3 separate regions of the Mus musculus genome follow, and regions 1 and 2 are each linked to region 3. The links are chromatin contacts, called in public HiChIP or PLAC-seq maps. All regions are on one chromosome and are shown on one strand. Each heading gives the region's core, a stretch centred on a gene start, on an enhancer-like site or on the middle of the called end of the contact. The rest is flanking DNA. Distances are from core to core; before and after follow the strand shown. Region 1 has its middle 8.3 kb from the start of Gm24867. Region 2 holds the start of Tcte2 (t-complex-associated testis expressed 2). Region 3 holds the start of Wtap (Wilms tumour 1-associating protein).

What was found. HiChIP or PLAC-seq counts read pairs in DNA pulled down with a chosen protein or histone mark.
Region 1: a contact with region 3 is called in an H3K27ac HiChIP or PLAC-seq map of trophoblast stem cells, with 9 read pairs. The contact joins the enhancer-like site here to the promoter of Wtap in region 3. A contact is called at or near these places in 5 of 39 promoter capture datasets (the C10 cell line, embryonic stem cells and pre-B cells) and 3 of 115 datasets of contacts at active chromatin or transcription factors (extraembryonic endoderm stem cells, stem cell-derived neural progenitor cells and trophoblast stem cells).
Region 2: an H3K27ac HiChIP or PLAC-seq map of extraembryonic endoderm stem cells shows a contact between it and region 3, with 5 times the contacts expected there. The contact joins the promoter of Tcte2 here to the promoter of Wtap in region 3. A contact is called at or near these places in 4 of 39 promoter capture datasets (cranial neural crest, embryonic stem cells, neural stem cells and 1 more) and 4 of 115 datasets of contacts at active chromatin or transcription factors (embryonic stem cells, extraembryonic endoderm stem cells, pancreatic cancer cells and 1 more).

Annotation. Positions count from the first base shown.
Region 1 is chr17:13,681,734-13,685,618 of GRCm38.p6, forward strand. No RefSeq gene overlaps it. Among named protein-coding and RNA genes, the nearest start is that of Gm24867, 8.3 kb to the left of the region's middle. Within about 2 kb of position 1,573, at least 331 of the 459 cell types and tissues checked have an H3K27ac peak or open chromatin away from gene starts, as enhancers often do. A contact at or near this core is called in embryonic stem cells, extraembryonic endoderm stem cells and trophoblast stem cells, where this site is marked.
Region 2 is chr17:13,759,694-13,763,590 of GRCm38.p6, forward strand. It overlaps Tcte2 (t-complex-associated testis expressed 2), which reads right to left and starts at 1,710. Exons shown (of 3, transcript NM_022311.3): 1 at 1,593-1,710. Afdn (afadin, adherens junction formation factor) reads left to right here and starts at 848. Exons shown (of 33, transcript NM_010806.1): 1 at 848-1,085. The coding sequence starts at 981.
Region 3 is chr17:12,989,996-12,993,787 of GRCm38.p6, forward strand. It overlaps Wtap (Wilms tumour 1-associating protein), which reads right to left and starts at 2,264. Exons shown (of 8, transcript NM_001113533.1): 1 at 2,082-2,264.

The sequences.
Region 1 (3,885 bases), core at 323-2,822, 690 kb after region 3:
GAGAGAGAGAGAGAGAGAGAGAGAGAGAGAACGAGAGAGCAGTGCATATGGGGTAGGCGTATATGCACATGGGTATGCAGGTACCCTTGGAGTCCATAAGAGGGCGCTGGAGTTACAGGCAGTGGTGAACTGCCGGATAGGGTTGCTTAGAACTGTACTGGGGCTAAGCTGTATCTCCAGGTCCCAGACTGTTTAAACGGCTCAGTCAGCAAAGCCCTTGCCTCACCAGCTTGAAAGCCTGACTTTGGACCCCCAACACCTCTGTAAACATTTGGGTTCTGCACTGCATGTCTGCAAATCCAGTGCTGGGAAGGGAGAGTCAGGATTCCCAGAGCTTGCTGCCCTTCAGTCCTAGCAGCTTAATTAGTAAGCCCAAGGCTCAATGTTAGCACTGACTTTAAAAATCAGGTGGAGAGCATGAGGGGGAAAGACATATGGCCCCTGCAGTGATATGCAGAATTACTGTGTACACATGAACATATACGTGCACACATACACTACAATAGAACAATTTGTTCTTAGTCAGGTTTGAGCCTAAATGCCTGCATGTTTCTCCCATCTCCTAACTCTGACAGGTGGGTCAAGCTCTCTACAGGTTGTCAGGGCCCAGAGCCTTCTCAGGATCCTTGGTCTACATCAGCCTGTGACTGTGCCCATCTCAGGTAACTCTGGGAGAAAGCGACTCTCTCACAAGTCTCAGCTGCCAGGCAACCATGATTTAATCTGAGGCTGACCACAAAACCACAAGAGAATTGAGATGTGGGAAGATGAGGAGGCTGCCTGGGTCATGTGGCCAAATACGCTCGTTGAGATCTGCACACACTGTCCTCTCCGGTAAATGGCTTGCTGTTCAGCCCCAACAGTCCCCAAGCCACTCCAGAGAATAAGTCACCTTGGGGCAGAAGGCGGGTGAAACACACCTTCAGACTCTGCACATTCCATGGCCTATGAGCCACCAGCCAGATACTCCCTGATGTCTGCCAGGAATGTCTCCAGTGCCTCCAGGCAGGGATGTGGAAAGAGGCCCCTGGCAAAGCCACAGGGCAGAGGAAGGAGGAAGCTTATGAACTGAAGGGAGCAGGCGTGAGCATGTGGAAGTGAGTGGAGAGGTCTGCTGGAGAACCCGTAGGGTTATATGAGTATTAGCAAGAGCTTGACATGCCTTGCGGAAAACCCAGCACTGTGGCTGAGACAGTCACTCCCCATCCTGTCCCCACACTCAGCGCCCACAGCAACCAGAATCCTCTGCTGCTCTGAGGCTAAAGAAGCCTGCTGGGACCTGGCCTAAGATAGCCACACTCAGGAGTCTGTGTGCCCTGCATGCAGGAGTGTTGCCTGAACACAAGTCCTTTCTGTCCCGCCCTTGGTACAAGGGCTCCCAGGAGAGTCTAAGCCCCTCACCCCCGCTTCCAGACTGCCCTCCTCCCCACTCTCTCTACCTTACCTTGGATCACAGTCCAGCCCATACTCTGTCCTTGAGATATGTTGGGTTCCAAACACAGCTACTGGGCTCTGCACTTTACCCCGAATCTCTAAGTCCTAGCCCTGAAAGACTGTGGAGGCTCTGAACCCTGGTGCCATCTCCTTCCCCACACAGCCAGCTCAGCCCCCGGGTCTTTCCTGTACCTCAGAGGCTAAAGAACCTCCAGTAGGTCTCCCTGTGGCTCTCTCTCTCTCTCTCTTTTTTTTTTCCTTCTCCAACTGAAGACAGAGGAGGATGTAAGAATCTGCCTCAATGCTAACCGGGGACCACCTCGCTCCACCGACAAAAGCAGTTTTGTTCAGAGTTTTATCTGTTCCCCCTGGGATCTTTTTTCTAGGTTGCAGGGGTGGATCTGATTGGTCTCACCACAATGGTGAGAACATCAGACACCAGACACTATGGGGATTGGTTAATTATGGCAGGCCAGCCCACCCCAGGGTGGGGCTGCCTAGACTGCTTACAAGTTGTCTCCTTTCAGGGCCTCTGCCCTGGGAGGGGGAAGAGTTCGAGCCAATCCTCTGACCGCAGAGGGTCAAATCCCTTGACTGGGAGCTGGGTCCACCTCAAAGGCTGGCGCAACCAAGGACCCCACCCTGTATCTGCTTAGAAGTGAAGGCAGGGTCAGACTAAAGCTCCCACTGGGGCAGCCTGGGGAAGAACAGACCGCCTACCCAAGCAGCCCGCCAGGTGCCTTTGTTAAGAGTTGATTCATCCGGAGGGCTGGCCACGCCCGCCCTGGGCTTCCTTTTTCCTGGAGCGTGAGGTGATCCACTTCCTCTTTAGTTTAAAGCCGGCCTGAGTCAGAGTTTCTGCCTCTCTAGCTGGGAGCACCGCCCATTTCCTCCTATTCAGCACAGACCTAAAACCACACAGTCCAGTGTGATGCAGCCAGACCGAGCCTAGGATCAGCAACCTTGCAGGCCAGAGGGCCACATCTTGAAGGGACAGAGCACCAGAGGGCATCTTAAAGTTCTGATCGGAATATTCTGCTTGCAGATCATTGGTGCAGGGAAATGCTGTGTTTTAGGCCTGTTGCATTTTGAGTCTGTGATTATGTGCCTCCCTAACACTGAGATTAGGGGGTTGAAAAAAGGGGTATCTCAAAATACACCCCGTCTACCCTTCAAATAGCCTATCCAGATAGGCCAAAAAGTAAAGTCAAAACTTTAACGTTTAGAAAAAACACACTCACACACTCACACGCTTGCACAGAGAGAAAGAGAAACAAGCAAGATGACCTCTGACCCTGACCCTTCAGGCTGCCCATGAGGTCGCAGCACTAACATGAGTTGAAAGTTGCAATCCTCAAATCTCAAATTCATCCGGTCTCATTGTAAGTAAAGACGGGCTTGTGCGTTTAAACTTATATTCTCACTCTTTGGTCATCAAGCCTTAGTTCAAAGCAATTGTGTTAAATACAGAATTTATGAAAGATGTACTTCTTTTAGGAAAGGTTTGCTCTGGCATGTGAAAGTCCAAGGATAAAGATGCTGGCCAAGACCACTGGACTCCTTAAAATATGTGAAAGAGTGGGCTTCCAAGTCTAATTATGAGGCTAAGTTTTAGTGAAGCAAAGTAAGAATGTGAGCAAAGCACCCAGGAATCAGAAATGCATAACGGAGCAGGAGCAGGGAGCAGCAACCGAGTCGCATGGCATTTTGGGAGTAACTGTGCAGCTGGAACCTTCCTTCTAGAAACCCAAACTGCTTGGAGAGATGATGGCAAGAGCAGCCGCTTCTCCTGCAGAGGATTGGGTTTGGTTGAGGTCCAGGTTCAGTGAGAGACCATGTCTAAATATAAGGCAGAGTGGCTGCATGTGGTACTGCACACCTTTGATCCCAGCACTTAGGAAACAGAGGCAGGTGGATCTCTTATGAGCTTGAAGCTAAGATGGTCTACATAGTTCCTGGTTATCTAGAGCTACACAGTGTGACCTTGACTCAAAACAAACAAGTCAGAGAGGAATTGAAGCTACTTACCATGGGCCTCTGGCCTCAACTCACACAAGTATGCACGTGTACAAAGAAAGACACACAAAGTATCAATACACAGAAAATAATAATCTCAGTGTCATAATTAGCTTAAACTGTCACCTTGACATGCTAAGGACCACCAATCAAGGAATTGCCCTTATCAGATTAACCTATAGGCATATCTGGGAGGTATTTTCTTGACTGCTAATTGATATAGGAGCAGCCAGCCCACTGTGGGTGGTACCATCCCTAGGCATGTAGGCCTGGGCTATATAAGAAGTATAGTTTAGAAGCAAGCCAGTAAGCAGCACTCCTCAATGGTCTCTGCCTGAGTGCTTGCCTCCAGGTTCCTGTCTTGAGCTCCTCTTGATGGGAGAATACAATCCTTTCATCTGCATGGGTCATCTTTATCACAGTAACAAAAAAGCA
Region 2 (3,897 bases), core at 460-2,959, 770 kb after region 3:
TAGAGCATGCCAAACACCAATTTTACCTGGATGAACAGGGGAAAACAGCTCTTTCCGGATGTGTTCTCCAGCAAACAGATTGTTTTTGGCACGGAAGAGGCAATGAAAAAGACAAAGAAACAAACGTTCTCTAAACCCCAGAGCATTTGCTGTTCAAGATAATTTTTGGGTTTCTAGGTTCACCGGGAGGCTTTAAAAGATTAACAAAACTCACGCTAGTGTCTCTCTCTCCCCGTTCTAACTCAGATTCGTTGTTTTCCCCGAGGTGGCATGCGCTCCGCGGAGACACAAAGGGCGCCGCCGCTCCCTGGCCGGGGTTGAGGAATGCGGGGGATCCAAAAGGCACCCTGAGCCGGAGGAGGGCTCGGAAAACATTTGCACTGACGCTCACACACAACCATAATAATTTATCTTTCCTCCGGAGAAAGGTCAGCTGGGATTTGACCCCAGCAGCCAGCGCAGCCCAGGCGTCAGGGCCGCGGCGGGATGGCCGGCCAGTTCCGCCGGCCGCGCAGCCCACGCCCACCTGTCCATCCCGCTCTGCAGCTCCGGGTCGCCCCGCCCGTCAGGGCGCCGCCCCTCTGCTCGCCAGCTCGTCCGCCACCCCTGAGCCTGCCCAGGGCGGACCGAGCGCGGCCGCAGGACCGAGCGGCTCCGGTGAGGACTCACGCCTCCGGCACAGAGCGAGTGCGGCCCGCTGACACCCGACGCGCCCCTGCACGCACGCACGCGCGCGCGACCACGCGGCAGCACCTAGCGGCGCGGCGCGCGCTCGCGGGGACGCGCACGGCGGGCGGGCGCGCACGGCGGCGGGAGGGCGGGGGGCGGCGCTCGGCGCACCGGCCGCGGCTGAGGCGGGCTGAAGCGGCGCGGGCCGGACGCGGGCCGAGCCCGGCGGAGGACGCGCGGCGGCGGCGGCGGCGGTGAGGCGGCCTGCGGTGTTCCGGCCCGGCTGGCCCTGGGGAGGAGCGGCCGCGATCATGTCGGCGGGCGGCCGCGACGAAGAGCGGCGGAAGCTGGCCGACATCATTCACCACTGGAACGCCAACCGGCTGGACCTGTTCGAGATCAGCCAGCCGACCGAGGTGAGCGCCGCCGCCGCCGCCGGGGTGCGAGGGGAGGGGGCCCGCGCGCGGGCCGGCGACGCGGAGGCCGCGGGAGGCAGAGCGCGGTGGGGTCCCGCGGCCGCCCCTCCCCCGCTGGCCTGCCCGCCCGCCCGTCCGCCCGCGGACCCGCCCTCGCCCGCGGCCCTGTCCCCTCGGCCTCCGCCCACCGTACTGGCCAGCGGGGTCCCTAGGGGCGCTCGTCCTTGTCGCCTCCTGCGGTGCCCCGCCGCCCGGGCGGGGTCCAGGGCGGCTTGGTGGCCGGCGCAGAGGGCGGGCCGGCCACCTGCGCGCGGAGACACACCTGGACGTGCACTTGTGTCCCCGGGACTCCGCCTGGCCACCCACGTGGGTCCTCAGACCCCACCTGTGTCACCCGCATCCTTTCCAGGCGCGCACTTGTGTCCTCAGGCCCCGCTTGCGCCCACAGGACTGCACCTGGCCGCCCACCTGTGCGGCACGACCCACCTGTGCCCTCCCGGCCCTTACCTGCCAGCGCACCGGTCCCCGTCGCGGCCCACGCAGGCCGCGGGCCTTCCCCTGCGGGATGCGCTCCTCGCCGCCGGTTTCTTTGATGGCGTCTTCGAACCGTCGGGACGCGGATCTCGGCCCCTCCGAGGCCACGTGACCGGCCGATGCCCGCGGCGGTGTGAGCCCCGTGCGCCCCACGGCGCGCGTGCGTTCTAGCCCGGCGGGGTCCGGTGGCGCGCAGCGGGCAGACAGATAAACCCCTGCTCCAGCCCCGTGCGCTGGCGGTACGCAGCGGGGCTGCGGGAAGCGTTCTGGACGATCTTGGGGGTGGGGTGAGGGCCGGTATCCAGCCAGCCGGTTGGTACCGGGGAGACTGTCGGAGGAGTTCCGTGGCCGGCGGGAAGCCTCGGGGAAGCCTCCGTTAGACAGCGGGCCAAAGGGCGTTTGGTTAAGTTGTGGCTGGGCAGACCTGTTCCACGCGACCCCACACTATACCCAGGACTTGTGCCGGATTTGGAAATAGCTCTGGCTTTGAAACCTAAGAGGTGCTTGCTGAAACACAGCAGCCAGCGCTTAGCCGCGAACACAGATTTGGTAGATCTGAGCAGTCTTCTCAGATTGACTTAATTTTGCCGGTGGAGGAAGGCAGGTTTTCCTCTCCTTCCCTCTCACCTTCTTGTGAGCACACTTGACCTAGTTAGAGCCCTTTCTCTCGATCCCTATTTGACAAGCTAAGGTAAATTATTAGGTTCAGGTGGCCAATTTGAACACCGGTGGATGTTAAGTTACTCCTGATTCATAATTCATCTTCTGTAACGATTTTACGAGTTGTATTTTAGTAAGCAAATTTACTGTGTAGTTAGTGTTCGTTCATAGCCTTACAAGCGACTCTTTAGAAAGGAGCCCTGAATCAATATAGTTTCAGTATTATTTTGTCTTTCAGAATAATTAGCTTGATTTTTTTTTTTTTAAATGGCAGGATAAACTTTGCAAGTAAAATATTGCTAGTCAAGTGAATTCCCTTGTTCCTCCCCCTCCCCCAGAGTTCTTATCTGATTAAGAAAAGATGTGTTTTCTGTTGAGAAGTAACAGCTTAGTGTTTTAGTCTTAAATTGAGGAGTTAGCTTTAAAACATTTTAAATTAAATATTTTAGATTTAACTGGATTCTATTCTATAAGCATTCACTTGAAACTTTATCATTTTGGAGAGATGAACAGTAAAGTTGCATGTTTTGTGGAATGTTCCCCCCCCCCCCCCCCAGTTTTCTGCAGGTAAAGAGTTGTGTAGACAATGAAAAAAATTACAGGACTTAAATGAAATTATCTTTTTCATTACCCTCTCTTACATCTGAACATTTCTATTTTTAGAAACAACTTGTAATTGAAAGCCTTTCATAATGAAATTAATTTGTTTTCAAAATGTAATGGCTAGCTCACATTTTCTATTTTGTTGTTTTAGAGAATCTTTGAGTACTATTAAAATTATTCTGTTCAATTTGAAGCTGTTTTTTATTAGCACACTATATCATATAAGTAAGCTGAGTTCTATGAGTAGTGTAAGACCAGTGGCTGCAGCCTGTTGTGTCTGAGCTGCATCTGCAAACAGTTTTACCATCCTGTTTGCTTCTTATTCCATTTGGCTGTTACAATTAAGCAGGTTTCTACAAGAGGATAGGAAGTACACCAACCCCTGTAGATGTTCAGTGACCATTGAAAAGATTCCCTGCAGAAGTTGATTTGTGGGAAGGTTTAAGCCTTGTATTTGTTTAATTGGGCAGTCTTTTATGCTTGTTGGTGAGAGCATGATGAGTGTTTTCTATTGTTTGTTTATTTTGGTACAGTGTTGAGTGTCACCTGTGACTTGGTTGTGTCTGGTGGTGATAGCCACTGATGGATGAGTCTTCGCTTTCTCTGTGGGTTACATTTACCTTTAAAGAAAATGCATCATCCTGATTAAGCTTGCACTTCCCTTCACGTTTACAGTTCTGTGTAAAGGGACCCGTTCTGGGAACCAGCAAGGTGTTGCTGAGCAGTTTTCAGTCAGTCCTTAACTTGGGACTTGTGTACTTCTTGAAAAAAAGAGTTAACAGTCTAAACTCAACGTGAACATTTTATGACTGGGAGATTGATGTTAACTCAATTAATACCATGGCCACTATAGAAACTGATAAACATTTTCTCAAAGCATTACTGGACTCTTTCCTTTTAAAATTAGGGCTTTGAAATTAGGGATTTCTGATGATTTTAATGGGAGAGTGCCCCTTTGAATCTTTGTTATTTTCCAGTACTGTTTAAGAAGTCTTCTCTGGTCATCCCCAGGTCT
Region 3 (3,792 bases), core at 1,014-3,513:
AAAACAAAACCGGGGCCTAGCAAACACAGAAGTGGATGCTCACAGTCAGCTATTGGATGGATCACAGTGCCCCAATGGAGGAGCTAGAGAAAGTACCCAAGGAGCTAAAGGGATCTGCAAACCTATAGGTGGAACAACAATATGAACTAACCAGTACCCCCCTGGAGCTCCTGTCTCTAGCTGCATATGAATCAGAAAATGGCCTAGTCGGCCATCAGTGGAAAGAGAGGCCCATTAGTCGTGCAAACTTTATATGCCTCAGTACAGGGGAACGCCAGGGCCAAGAAGTGGGAGTGGGTGGGTGGGGGAGCGTGTGAGGGACTTTTGGGATAGCATTGGAAATGTAAATGAAATTTAAAAAAAGGAAAAAAATGAACTAGAAAAAAACCAAAACAAAAACAAAAAATACAAGTCATAACATAGTGTACAAACACACTCATCTGTTTAAGAGTGAAGAACTAAAGCACTCTTAGAAACCCATCTGCCCAAATCCTTAAAATTCAGTTTCAATCATATCAGAAGCCATCCTGTAGACTGCAACCTCCCCTAACTTGCCCCAGCAGTAGTGAATGAATGAGTGAAACCTAGCCACCTCAAAAATGTCTGTTTTCAATAGTTTCAAATCGTCTACATGTTTACCTATAAGAAAACATGATGCTTGGTTTAAAAGAAAAAAAAGCGTTTAAAAAAAAGGCATTTAAAAAATTTTTAAATTTATTATATGGTAAGTACACTGTAGCTGTCTTCAGATACACCAGAAGAGGGCTTCAGATCTCTTTATGGGTGGTTGTGAGCTACCATGTGGTTGCTGGGATTTGAACTCAGGCCTTTGGAAGAGCAGTCAGTTCTCTTAACCGCTGAACCATCTCTCTCCAGACCGCATTTAAAAATGTTTTATGAATGTTTTGCACGTATATATGTGCATCACGTGCACGCCTGATGCCACCCACTGAGGTCAGAAGTGGGAAGTCAAAATTCCAGAACAAGAGTTAAGGATGGTCAAGAGCCATCATTCCGGTGCTGGAAGAGAAACTGCTGAGCCAACTCTCCAGTCCCAAAGCTCAAACATAAGCTAAAGGGAAAGAAAGGTAGAATTTGTAGTAACTGATCTGTGACTTCCACCTATCTTTCCAAACAATAAAATTAACTAAATGAAAAGGCTAGGGTAGAGCGTGAAAACGATGAAAAAGGCGTAAATAAAACGTAGAGGATTATAACATGCTCCTTGAAGCTTTAACAGGCTCACCGATCTTTACAACCAGCTTACAGTGTATTCTTAGTCCTTTGGGGTCAAATTAACTGACTTCCTCATTCTCAAACCAAGAACTGTGGGCTCGGGGAATTGCTGAACGGCAGAAGGCTGGCCTAGCGTGCATGCACAAGGCCTAGCCGCCCCCCACGCCCATAAAACATGTACACAGAGAGGAAAACTTAGGTCTTGTTCTACCGTGCACCCGCTGTCTTATGCAAAACAATTTTAAATACGGTCAAATCAGCCATACAGAAATCCAAAACTAGACTAGAAGTTCACGAAAAATTCCACTAAGCTGTCAAAAAAAAAAAAAAAAAAGAACTACTCTCACAATGCATGCACTTATGTAAAAATGGAAGTCCACAGGTGAACGTGGTTGCAAAGACAAGCTACTACGTGGTACGGAATTGTTTTTAACAAAAAAAAAACCCAAAAAACAAAACAGAATGCTTCACTTGTGCCATACAGAACTGTGGGTACCTCTGGGTCCCCGGTGACGAACCCTGGAAGGTGGGAGGGGGCGACAGAGGCGGGGAAAGGACCGGCATGGCCAGTCAGCCCCGAGAGGGCGGCCTCCGGCCTCCCCGCCTCCCCGGCCGCGGGAACGCCCGCCCTGTCCCCTGCCGTCAGGGACGGAAGTAGAATGGCCGCGAAGCGGTGCAAGGATCCCCACGGGCAGCAAACCGCTCTGCCTAACGGGAAACCTGCACGGCCGCAGGCCCGGTCGCCCTTCCGGCCCGGAGTGCATTTCCCCGGGTCTAGGGCGGCCGCGCCTCGCTCCCCGGCCCCACAGGCCCTCGTGGCCATTCCCGCTGCGGGCTGCACCTACCTTCCCAGCCCGAGGCTGCGCGGGCGCCGCCAGTCACACAGGCCGAGGCCGCGCCGCCGCCGGCCCCCCCGCGCTCCTCCCGCCGCAGCGCTGGCGAGAACCTTTATTTGCGGGTCTCGCAGCCACAAAATGGCGCTGAGGGAGGAAAGCCGGCCCTGCCGCCGGCCCCGCCCCGCCCGGACTGCGCCCCGCCCCGAGCGCGCCGCGGAGACCCCGCCCGTGGCCCACTCACCCGAGACGCGCCTCTCGGGCGCCTCCTCGGTCACCGCGCCGGGCGCCTCTGGAGAGAAGGGGCGAGGGGCGGCCGGCTCGGCCCCGCTCGGGACCTCGGGGCGCGGAGAGGCAGCGGCACTACGCCGCCGCCGCACGGAGACAGTCCGCGGAAGCCCGCACCGGCCCCGTCGGGGCTCTGCAAGCTCAGCGGGGCTGGGAAGGGAAGCGGCCGGAGAGAAGGGCGGGCCCGCGAGGTCGGAGGTCACCCGCGAGGCATCTCGGGACGACGGCCGCTGCCGGACAAGCTCGGCGGGGCCACCTGCGGCTGCTGCGCGGCCTGGGCGGAGGAATCCGAGCCGACAAGCGCGTGATTGGCTCTTCCAGGCAGTCTCACAGCTCAGGATGCTTCCGCGCATCGTGCCGGAACGGGGAGACAGCGGCTTCATGCTTAAGCGCCCCTCGTTTTAAGTTGGGGGCGGGGGAGGGGGACTTAGAAGCCGTCGCCGTTCTTGGGGCCGCCGGCTTTGCCCCGGGGCGTCTTTGGGTTTGAGTCGAGGAGCCAGGAGGCTGCGCGTGTGGGCAGACTGGAAGCCCCGGGAAGGCAGCCGGGTGAGGGTTCTGGAGTACTCTAGCAAGAACAGCGGTGCTCGGCAGTCTCTTCAGCACTTCCCAGATGGGACAGTCATATTTAGGCTTAGTCGGTTTTATGAGCCCGGTTAATCCCCAGCGTAGGTGCCCTGCCTGAGATCATTTATAAGGATACAGTTACAGTAGAGACCAGATGCCACCACTAGGTAGTTTACATCGCAGGGTCCTTGGAAAACTAAAGAAAATGGAGAAGGACGTGAACAGATGGTTCACAGATCCTTAAAATATTCCATAGAAGGAGGATCAACTTTGTTTATAATGGAAATATACATTGAAATCCTGTTTCCTGGTGAGGATGCAGACATTAATAGTTATGTGTTACTTTGGAATGAGTCCTGGCTTGAGTGAATAAAGCAAGGTGTAGAAATACATATACACATATATGTAGGCACATATCGAGAAAATGGAAGAATATTGCAGAAACTTAATAGTTACTCAAAAGAGGGTAATGGCTGTAGGAGATAAAGGTAGAAACAGCAAGACTTGTGAGTTTTCAAAACTTATGAAACGAATAGGTAAAACAAGAAAATCCCTCCAGAGTCCAAAACAAATTGAAAGGAATCAATTCAAATTAAAATTGATAGCGGAACTGAAAGATACACAAAAGAAAGAATATAGCTGCAGTGTTTGAATTTCATGCTCTGGCTCTGTGCCTACAGAGGGCTCTGTCCTAGATACCTAAGAATCACTCAGTTTCACTAAGTGATTTGTAGTTATAACATTGTTGCTATGGTTTTGAAGTTACATATATTGTAGTACAAACATTTTAATGTTACTTTCTTCAAAGATTTCTAGTGTAAAAGATAATGAGATACAAATTCAAATACCAAAGAAGTTCAGAGACACTATT